Linked DNA regions of Gossypium hirsutum: region 1 is linked to region 2. The links are chromatin contacts, called in public Hi-C maps. All regions are on one chromosome and are shown on one strand. The core of a region is the stretch at or near the end of the contact, and the rest is flanking DNA. Distances in the headings are between cores, read along the strand shown. Region 1 overlaps LOC107960083 (a long non-coding RNA gene). Region 2 holds the start of LOC107960091 (protein SMAX1-LIKE 6).

Evidence for each region. Hi-C and Micro-C count contacts between places; a contact is called where the count stands out from the background.
Region 1: a Hi-C map of leaf shows a contact between it and region 2, with 5 times the contacts expected there. The contact joins the enhancer-like site here to the promoter of LOC107960091 in region 2. A contact is called at or near these places in 3 of 34 Hi-C or Micro-C datasets (leaf and petal).

Annotation. Positions count from the first base shown.
Region 1 is chrA05:44,418,447-44,423,823 of Gossypium_hirsutum_v2.1, forward strand. It overlaps LOC107960083 (a long non-coding RNA gene), which reads left to right. Exons shown (of 4, transcript XR_001701090.2): 1 at 1-417; 2 at 507-576; 3 at 869-1,173; 4 at 1,259-3,549. Among protein-coding and RNA genes, the nearest start is that of LOC107960083, 2.9 kb to the left of the region's middle. Within about 2 kb of position 2,600, at least 3 of the 9 cell types and tissues checked have an H3K27ac peak or open chromatin away from gene starts, as enhancers often do.
Region 2 is chrA05:43,585,819-43,591,629 of Gossypium_hirsutum_v2.1, forward strand. It overlaps LOC107960091 (protein SMAX1-LIKE 6), which reads left to right and starts at 1,353. Exons shown (of 3, transcript XM_016896303.2): 1 at 1,353-2,933; 2 at 3,648-3,891; 3 at 4,295-5,811. The coding sequence starts at 1,681.

The DNA of each region.
Region 1 (5,377 bases), core at 1,350-3,849, 830 kb after region 2:
TTGGAAAACTGCAAAAAAGCCCCTCTTCATTTCAATCTTTCAGTCTTTTCATCTGGAAAATCGATTCATTTCTTCTTCAGCCACTCTTGAAGATGGGTCTTTTTTAACATCAGTTTGAAACTTCTACCCATCATCGGTTTGTTTCCACCTATTCCGCCGCATATGGAGGAACCCTATTCGATTCTTTGTGGGTAAATCGAAAGACAAATGAACAGAACCTAGTACATAAACGCTTTGAATCTTCAATATATGCTTCAATCTCAGATCTATTTTCCTCCTCTGTTAGCAGTTTCCTTATCACCGATTGTGCATCTCCTTCAATTTTGACCATCGACAACCGGAGATTTATCCCCAACCGGATCGCCTGAAGACACGCCATTGCCTCCGCTGTGAACACTGACGATATGTTCTCATGCAGTATTGTTCTTGAGCCAATCACTTTTCCATTTTCATCTCTAATCACCACACTGAACAAGATTTTTTTTCCTTTTGACTGTTAAATGCAGCATCAAATTTTATCTTTAACAGTAGTCCTACTTGGTGCTTTGCATCTTCTCGGGCTCTTTATCTGAACTAGTAAGTTCGCATTCAACCCTTCCTGCTCTTTTAAGTAGTTCTGCACATAATCTGCTATCTGGGATCCTGATTTTTGCTCTCCCTCATGAATAAACTTATTTCTTGATGACCAAATTGCCCAAATAGGACATGTAACCATCCTGCATTTGTATAAAGGAATAGTCTCAAAAAATATTGTTTATCCATTCTCTGTATTCAGTATTTGCCACTGCTATCGGCCAAGTAACATGTAATTTCTCCCATGTTTCTTTTGTGATAAGGCAGTCCCTAAACACATGCTCCCTCATTTCAGCTTCATTCTGGCATCTTGGGCAATTTGTAGATCCAGCCAATCTTCTCTAGTGCAGGTTGTTGAAGGTAGGCAAAAAATTACATGAAATTCTCCAACTTGTAATTTTTACTTTTGAGGGTAGATCTAAGTTCCAAAGCCGCTTCTAAAACTGTTTGTAATTTGTCAGCATAGGATTATGTACATAGTTTATGACCACTACGAATTGAGTATTCCCCGTAGCCTCCCCAGGCTAGATAATGTGGTCTTCGTGCGATTTCATCAATAGAGGAATGCACAAAATTCTTCCAGCATTTACCTCTGTAAAGGTATTTTCAATCAAATCAGTTTTCCATCTTATTGTTCTTGAATCAATAAGATCTACTACTTTGTTCAAACTCGACTTGTTTCCAGTATACTGCACTTTGGATTCTCCACTTCCAGGAACCCAAGCATCCTTCCAAATTGAGACTTTCATTCCATCTTCAATCCGTCAGCCTAACCCAATCTGAAAGAGCCCTTTTGCAGCCCACAGACTTTCTAGGTAAAAGAAGGTAGATTACCTAAACTGGAATTCAAAAAATTTGTATCTTTAAAATATTTGGCATTTAACGTGCGCACCAATAACGAATTAGGATTACATATCAAACGCCAACCCTGCTTGGCTAATAACGCCACATTAAATTTCGATCGACTTCTAAACCTATGTCACCGTATTCCTTAATAGCACACAAAGTCCTCCAATCCCACCAATGTATCTCCCGCTTCCCTTGACTTTTTTGCCACAAATTCCCTATGATATTCTCCAGTATCACACAGAGGGATTTTGGCATTATAAAACAAAGCATCGTATATGTGCACAACTTTGATAGACATCTCATTTCCTCTTTGTGAAAGATGCTTGTTATTCAAGCTGTTTATCTTCTGCTTCAATCTATTTTTCAAACCTTGAAACACCACCCTCCTTCCTCTACATACCATATTTAGTAATCCCAAGTACTTTTCTAGATCTGTAGAGCAATGAACATTAAGTACTTGAGGTGCCATATCTTTATCCTGGCCAGTTACATTAGCGCGCTAAAGAAAGTAATGGATTTTTCAAAATTAACACACTGACCCGAGCAGACTTCAAATTCACAAAGAATATTTTTTATTACATTAACCCTCCTCTCCGTGACCTCTCTAAAAAGTATACAATCATCCACAAACATAAGATGAGTACTTGGAGCGGCATTTTGACAAACTCTTGCTCCTGCTATTTGCCCTTCTTGCCCTGCTAATCTCATAAGAGCCGATAAACCCTCCCCTCACAATAAGAATAGATAAGGGCTTAAGGGATCCACTTGTCTCAGCCCTCTAGACGGTTTAAAGCTTACCCTTCATTATTAATCATGATAGAATACGACACCGTACGAATGCAATGGAGGACAAAATCAATAAAAGGACATGCAAAGCCCATTTTCAACATCATACCTTTAAGGAAAGGCCATTTAACTCCATCATAAGCTTTGCTCATGTCTAGTTTTAAAGCCATAAAACAATTTCTTCATGTTCTTTTGTTTTTGTATGCATAAAGCACCTCATACGCAAGTAGCACATTATTAGTGATAAGTTGACCCGACACAAAAGTGCTCTTCTAAGAATCATCAACTCAAAAGTCCATAACCTTTTGTAGGCGATTAGCAACAGTCTGAGCAATAATCTTATAAATCACCGTACATAGACTCATAGGGCAAAAGTTTTTTTGATTAAAAGGATGAGAAATCTTTGGTATTAAAACTATACTAGTTTTATTTAGATCTTCCAAAGAATTTCCATTATTTAGAATATTCAAATAGAAAGAGCTAGTATTTTTACCAACAATTTGCCAGAATTTCTGGTAGAAAAGTGCTGGAATGCTGTTTGTCCCCGAAGCTTTTGTTGATACCCCAGGCAGCACATGTTCAAGATTTCCAACCCCTTTCGTCTCAAACAATTTTTAAAATAGTTTCGAGCAATATCTTCCATCTCATGAAGATCAAAGGTCAGTGTATCGTCTTCCCTTTATAGACCCCCTATTTGATTCATGCGCCATCTCTAAGATTCATGATTATGGAAAAATGAAGTATTTGTTCTCCCATTTTCAGCCAATTCACTTTAGCTTCCAATACCTTTCTTCCTTTTCCATCTCCATTTTTAAATGTAATTTCACATCCACAACTCAGCCAAAATTTCGTCCGATCTGTCATAGTCATCCAATTCTTCTAATCTTTTCATTAACTACTTCACTTCCTGTCTTTTTTTTTCCTACCCAAGTTTGTATTCCAACAGTGAGAGCCACAATTTTATCCATAAAACCACCTGAACTCTCTTCCCATCATCTTATGATTTCTCCCTAATGTCTCTTTTAAAGTCTGCCAAGCTTCAAAATAAAACCTACTCTTTCTTCTTCTCAACCCCTCATACTCCATTTGGATTAGTAGACAATGATCTAAGAATGAGTAAGATAAATGTCTTAGCGAACATTCTGGGAAGAGTTGTAACCATTCTGAAGTTGCTACCTCTCTATCAATTCTTTCCTTAATTCTCCTTTCTATCACATTCCCCCTCTCTCACGTAAACCATGGACCCGAATAACCTATATCCCCCAATTGGCAGTCTTCTAAAGTTCGTACGAAATTCCTCCATTCTATCTTCCTCTCTTAGTAATCCTCCTTATTTTTCATGCACGTAGAGGATATCATTGAATTTTCCTCTAACTAGCCATGGTAAATCACTATTCCTACCCAATGTCCGAAGTAGGTTCTACGTTTCAACCTTTTCTCTCACATCTGGTGCCCCATAAAAGCCTATAAACCTCCATCATGTATTTTCCTTATTCTCCTGAATTTCAACATCAATGTAGTTCCTCAATAAGCTCCTAAGAGTAACTAACTATCTTCCATTCCATCCAAAACTCAACCCTCTGTAAGTAGCATCAGCAGGAACATCAACACCATTAAAAATTCCACAACGCCTTCTAATTTTCTCTATAAAGAAGACAATTTGGAGATTATAAATATTTAGTATATGCTGAAGTCTACGTACTGCATGCGCACTCCCCAACCTGCGGATATTCCAACATAAGATCTTCATTTTGTCCGCCGATTACTGTTGATTATGGGCAATATGCCCATCATTGATCACTAGCGAATCTTGATTCCTAGAAACGTTAGAGATAAAAAAATCAAAACGTTGTCACTTATTTCCCTCAACATTTTTAATTGGGTTATCATCCAAATCACGCTCCATAATCACCAGGCTTGACATATTAGAGGATCCCACCCCAATCAAATTTTTTTAATTGCAGATCCCTTCAAATTAAATCCCAATATAGGATTGACATTAGACCATGATTCTTTCCCGTAATTTTGACTTGAATCTTGTCCAACCTGCTATCCATCACTATTCTTTCCAAAAAAAACTCCCATTTCCTTCCTCCCTTAGCCAAATGCTATTCATTGTTGTAGCTCTTCTCGACTGTGCACACAGCGTTCAATCCCACCCCATCTCTGTCTCATGCATGTCGTGATGTAATATCACTAGGCAGAAATTATCCCCATGACCTAGACAACCACATAAGAAGCAAAAAAGGGTTAATTTTTCATATTTGATTTTCGCATATATAAAATTTGACAAAAAAAAATTCATAATTTTCTTTCGTCTTTTCAATGGCTTATAGACGTCAATTTATACTTGGATACGCAAATAGTTTTTAAAATCCCAAGATAATTGTTTTGTGTCATACTCCAAGAATCTTCCAATAAAATTTCTAAATTGACTCACCACTGATTCTTTGAAAAATCTCAGTGGTAAATCATGCACCTAAACCCAAAAGTCTGAATACACCAGCGAAATTGACATAGGATCCTCATTGTCCTGTAATCTATGCATAATCAAAATATGATTGTTGAAGGTCCAGGGAACACCTGTAATCACCCGACTGATATCTAACTCATTAAAGAATTTGAATAAAAAACATTTTTCGCCTAGATTTGAAATCTGCATTCCGTCCAATGGATGCCATAAGTTAGCCATCATGTTCCTCATGGCTGGAAAATGAACCACACTTGCTGTCAAGTACCAGCCCACCAAACAGAAATTATAAACTGAATTCTGAGGCTCCACTCCATCCGGAACAGAGAAAGCCTCTTCTTCCCCATCCTCTATACTCAGATATGCTATTCCTCTTTCCATCACGCTTCTACAACAACAAAACAATACCCAAAAACCACCCCCGTGGGTAGAACAACAAGAAAATCAACAAGTACGAGATAAAAGAAGCAAAGGGACAAAGGCGTGCCAACAAGCCGACAAAGGCGTGCCAACAGGCAGACAGGAATAAATCCAAAGCTCAATCACGAAATTTCAGCCTTAATTCTCACTCATTATTAGCAAATATTTGAATCAATCCACAATATGATTTTTTTTTTCAAATAAATTTCTTGAAAAGTGATAACCTTTGTTCATACCAAACACAATTTTAGTGTCAAACATCTAAAGCATTGACTTATT
Region 2 (5,811 bases), core at 103-2,602:
TTGTACAAACTATGTATTTGTTAATAAATGATGTTTACCTCGTCACCAAGGGGAACATTTATAGGTCGACCACATTGAGATGTAAAAATGGTAGTCTCCACCAGGCCCACGACTATAGCAGGAGAAAACAATCACCGATCGACGTTGACCTCGGGTTCATGGCTCGACACATCTCTCGATATAACGTGGACAATATTGCAGATCCCTAACTTAGTTTCACGCAACCATTGAAGCCCACTAGATGTAGTAGCCACCTTACATGCACCAAATTTTGAGATTTGTCGTGCATTAAAATTCCCCTGATTAACCTCAAGATGTATGCTTGGGTGTATTGTTGTATCACCTCCTTCGTTCGATCTTTAAGGTTTTTAGGGAGCTCATCGAAATTATCCTTCAACTAGTTCATCAATTTTCAACCACCTTCGAACTTGTCCGAGACCTTCTTCAACAGTGATTGGCAGAGGGTCACTTTGTTCGGAACTATCCTAGATCCCGTGCTGACTGGTCCATCCACTGGCAAACCAAATTGTAGCGCTATGTCTTCGAGTGTGATTGTACACTCGCCGCATCGAAGGTGGAAAGTGTGTGTTTCGGGCCTTCATCTTTCCACTAATGCGCTAATTAGTTGCAAATTGAGTTTGTAGTCCCCGGACATGCTAGACGCATGTAAGAAAACAACCGCTTGCAAGTGGCCATGAATTTCAGGAATTACATGCTTTCTTATATTATGGATGAAATTATCCAGAACAGGATCATCTGTTTATTTACACAAAAAATTATAATTATAATAAAAAATTAAATTTAACATTATTGAAATTAACGAAATTTAAATTTCGGTTTTACCATTACTAATTAGGCAGCAGAAATATACTTGTCGTTGAATCGGATTAGAAAGGCGGTCATTCATAAAAATGAGATAATTTAAAAAATAAAAATTTTAATTAAATAAAAATATTGAAAATTTTTAAAAACAAGAGACTTGAGAGGGTTTGAGAGGATTGAGAGAGTTGAGAGAAGGATGTGAATGAAAAAATAAAAATTGAGGGGTATTTATAGGGTAAAAAAAGTTACTATTAGGGTTTTAAATTTTTTTTATCATTGGCGATAAGTTAAAAAAACTGTTGGGATTTACAAAGTGCGACTAATTAAGGGCGTTTTCTAACTAAATCGATCTATATCCCTAATTAAAATAAAAACCGACCCAAAACCTTAAGTTTTTTAGAAAAAATAGTCCTATAGTCGTTATTTTGCCATAAAAAATATTAAATATTAAAGTGTTAATTATTTCAAAAACAAAAACCAATTGTTTAACAAGTTTAAAATTGAAAGAAATCATATTTGTAGAGAGGAGCATATACGCATAAAAGAGAAAAAGGAAATCCTTTTGTGTATATAGTAGAGAATCTAAATTCACCACCTGTCGTTCCAAATGATCTCCTCCACAGTGGACCCCACTAACCCCCGACTTAGACAGCCAACAGTTCCCCTTTAGAGGGAAAATAAATAAATAATTAATTATACTATTGTCCTCCATAAAAGTCCCTTTTTCTTTTATAAAAAAAAAAAAATCTCTCCCTTGCACTTCTGATAAACAAACAAATATATATTTTTAGTTTACCTTCTTTTTTTCCTTTTTTAATCAAGAAAAAAAAAGTTTTTGGCTTTTTATGATACCCGGCGATGCCTACGCCGGTAAGTGTAGCGCGGCAATGCTTAACGCCAGAGGCAGCTCACGCGCTAGACGAGGCGGTGAGAGTCGCGCGACGGAGGGGACACGCGCAAACGACCTCGCTCCATGCCGTTTCTGCTCTTCTCTCTCTCCCTTCGTCCCCGTTACGTGACGCCTGTGCACGTGCTCGTAACGCGGCTTACTCCCCTCGCCTCCAATTCAAAGCGTTGGAGCTTTGCCTTAGCGTGTCATTGGACCGAGTCCCCTCGAGTCAACTCAGCAACGACCCGCCCGTCTCCAACTCGCTCATGGCCGCGATAAAGCGGTCTCAGGCGAACCAGCGAAGGCAGCCCGAAAATTTCCACCTTTATCGCGATATGTCGCAGCAAAATCCTTCCAGTATCTCGTGTGTCAAAGTGGAGCTCCAACACTTGATGTTATCCATCCTGGATGACCCTGTTGTTAGTCGGGTCTTCGGCGAGGCGGGATTTCGGAGCTCCGAAGTCAAGCTGGCAATCATCCGCCCCCTCCCTAATCTCCTAAGATACTCTCGACCACGTGGCCCACCGGTTTTTCTTTGCAATCTAGAAAATTCGGATCCGGGTTATGAAAACACCAGGTTTCCATGTCATGGCGGCTTCAGTTTCCCGTTCCCGGGTTTTGCATCTTTTTATGGAGGAGAAGAAAACTGTAAGAGAGTAGGAGAGGTTTTGGCGCGAAGGAGGAATCGACTACTTGTTGGTGTATGTGCAAACGATGCACTCGCCAATTTCACTGATTGTTTGGACCAAAAAAAAGATGGCTTCTTGATTAAAGGTATTTCGGGGTTAAACATAATTTGCATCCAAAATTATATTTCCAAGTGCACTACTAATCAAGGCTTTAATAAAGGGGAGATGGATTTAAAATTTGAAGAAATGGGTCGGGAAGTTGAAGGATCCGGATCCGGGTTGGTGGTGAATTACGGGGATCTGAAAAATCTTGTCAGTGACAAGAGTGAAAAAGATGATGATGATGATGATGACGACGACGACGACGACGACAAGGTTGTGGATGAAGATGGGGTTAGTTATGTAGTTGGACAGTTAACGAGGTTATTACAAGTTTATGGAGGGAAACTCTGGCTGCTGGGAGCTGCAACAAGTTACCAGACATATTTGAGGTTTCTAAGTAGGTTTCCTTCAGTTGAAAAAGACTGGGATTTGCAGATTTTGCCTATAACTTCGGTTAGGAATTCATTGGCTCAGTCTTATCCCAAGTCCAGGTATGTAAATTGAATTATCAATTTTCTTGGAGATTTTATTTTATACTATCTTTTATGTTGGCATGATATTTTTGGTCGTTATTCTGAATGCTTTTAACTAATTTTTTTTTGGTCAAGTATACTTATCTTGTGTTTAGAGAGCTCTTTATTTGTCCTACGGTCGAGTTTGAGGGATTTAAGGATTGGGTAATCTTGATTTAAAGCTGATGCTTCGTTGTGTAACACTTTTAAGTCATAACCTTTTCCAGAGTTGCACTGGTTGGCGTACAATATTCACCATGGTGAAACCTGGGATTTAGAGGGGATGTGATTTGTGATTTAAGCTGAATTTGCAACTTAATGCACTGCTACGTTGTTGCTGTGTTAACATTTTTGAATTTAAATAAAAATAATAAGAGTTTAAAATGATTTTAAAGATATTAAGTTGTTTGCAGTGGGTAATGACGCGTTTCATAAAGGTTGATTATTTGGTTAGTGCATGGTTATTGGATGAAACACTTACATAAGCCTAACTGATACTTTTATAATTTTAAATTTATTTAAGGTGCTGAATGCTATAGTAGTGGAATGTTGGTATCCACTTTATCTGTTTCATTCTTTTTGTTGTTATGCAGCATCACTTTTTTTTTTTCCTTTGCGTTTATTGATTCCTTTGATTTCCATGGCTGTCTTCGTATTTAATTCGACCTGATCTCATAGTTTATGTAACTACAGGTTGATGGAGTCATTTGTTCCATTTGGTGGGTTCTTTGCTACACCTTCTGAGTCAAAGGGGTCCTTAAGCAGCTCGTATCAACATTTACCCCGCTGTCATCTATGCAATGAGAAGTGCGAACAGGAAGTAATTGAAATTTCAAAGGGAGGTTTCAATGTTTCCGTGGCAGATCAGTGCCAATCTACTTTGCCTTCTTGGTTGCAGATGACAGAGCTTGGTGCAAACAAGGGATTAGATTTGAAGGTGTGTGTCCGTTCGTCTATGCTTCACGTGCTTATTTTATGTTCATATTCTTTTGTTTCAAATATCTGTGGTGGGGACCCGGAGTATTAAGAGAACCATCGGTTTCAACTTTCAATCCCTATTATTACTACTCAAGTATATTCCTAACCTGATTCATTTGCCGCCAATCTCAAAAGATGGACATCATTTGCATACACCCACAGCATACGCTTATACCGGTTTTAAAATGTCTGTTGTTCACCAGATCTGTTGTGTTGATCAAGGGTTTCCATGTTTTATTCACTAAATCTACCCAACCCTGTCCCTGCCCCTGCCCCTGCCCCTTTTCTCCAAATCTTAATCGGTTTAGTTTGGATAATTTATGAAATTTATGTGAAAACAAGTTTGTCTCTCTTCAGTGCAGACCAAAGATGGGCAGTTTTTAAACACTATGGTAGCAGGACTGCAAAAGAAGTGGGACAATATTTGCCAGCGCCTTCATCACACTCATCCAGGCCCTGAGTCAAAAACTTATGAAGAAAGCCCTTCATTCCCGACTGTTATGGGCTTTCATTTCGTGCAAGACAAGAAAGAAAATGCTCATGGTCATAGTAATGACAATAGAAATGCATCGCCCGATGAAAAGATGTCTACATCACTATCAGAGAATCCTTCCTCTATAGTATCCAAGACTAGAAATGGAAGTGTCCTGCACAAGCTATGGGAAAAGCCTTCCAAAGGAGGTGTTTTTGAAGCGATTGAACCCATATCTCCTTGCAGTTTGTCCAATTCAAGTGGAGGTGACGTTAGTCAAGCCTCTCCTACATCTGTGACTTCTGTGACAACTGATTTAGGGTTGGGTTTATGCTCCGTTTCTTCAAGCAACACGATGAAACCTTCAAATCAGAACCATGCAGGGCTTGCGGAGGACTTCCCAGGTTGCCTTCCTGCAAATGTTGATGCTAAAAATGGAAACATCTCTGGCCATCCTTCTCAGTCCTCTTCCACTTTCTCTCCCGACTTTTGTGGAAAGCTTAATCCAAGCGATTTCAAGAAGCTTTTTACAGCTGTCACCGAAAGAGTTGGATGGCAACATGAAGCTGCAAGTGTTATTTGCCAAACAGTGGCCAACGGGCGTGCACGAACTGAAAAATGTCATGGAGCCAGTCAAAGAGGTGATATATGGTTGAATTTCTGTGGACCCGATAGGTGTGGTAAAAGGAAAATTGCTCTTGCACTTGCAGACGTAGTATATGGAAGCAGAGAAAATTTCATTGGCATGGATCTAAGTTGCCAAGATGGGGGGTTGATGCATACACAGTTGCTCTTCAATTCCCAGGAAGTGAATTATGATTTAAGGTTCAGAGGAAAGACTGTGGTTGACTGTATTGCTGAGGAGTTAAGCAAAAAGCCCTTGTCAGTTGTCTTCCTTGAAAATGTGGATAAAGCTGATATTCAGGTTCAGAGCTGCTTGTGCCAAGCTATCCGAATTGGCAAGTTCTCAGACTCACATGGAAGAGAAGTCAGCACCAGCAATGCGATATTCGTGACAACTTCGACATTAGCTAAGGAAACTCAAGTTGTTTGTCATAAACAACACACATCTGAGGATAAAATATTGGGAGCCAAGGGATGGCCACTGCAGATTGTGATCAAGCATGACGACAACATAATTGGCCAAGACTTGAAGTTACCTGTTACAACTAGAAAAAGCATCTCTAAGCAGGGTTTTTTGAATAAAAGAAAGCTGATTGGCTCCCATGAAACTCTGGAGCAGCATGAGATGATGGAAATTACCAAACGGGCTAACCGAACATCATCTTTGAATCTAGATTTGAACATTCCGGCTGAAGAAAGTGAAGTGCAGGACACTGATGATGCAACTGTTGACAATGACTGGGTTGATGAGAGTCCCATGCATTGGTTGCAAGATTTCTTTGG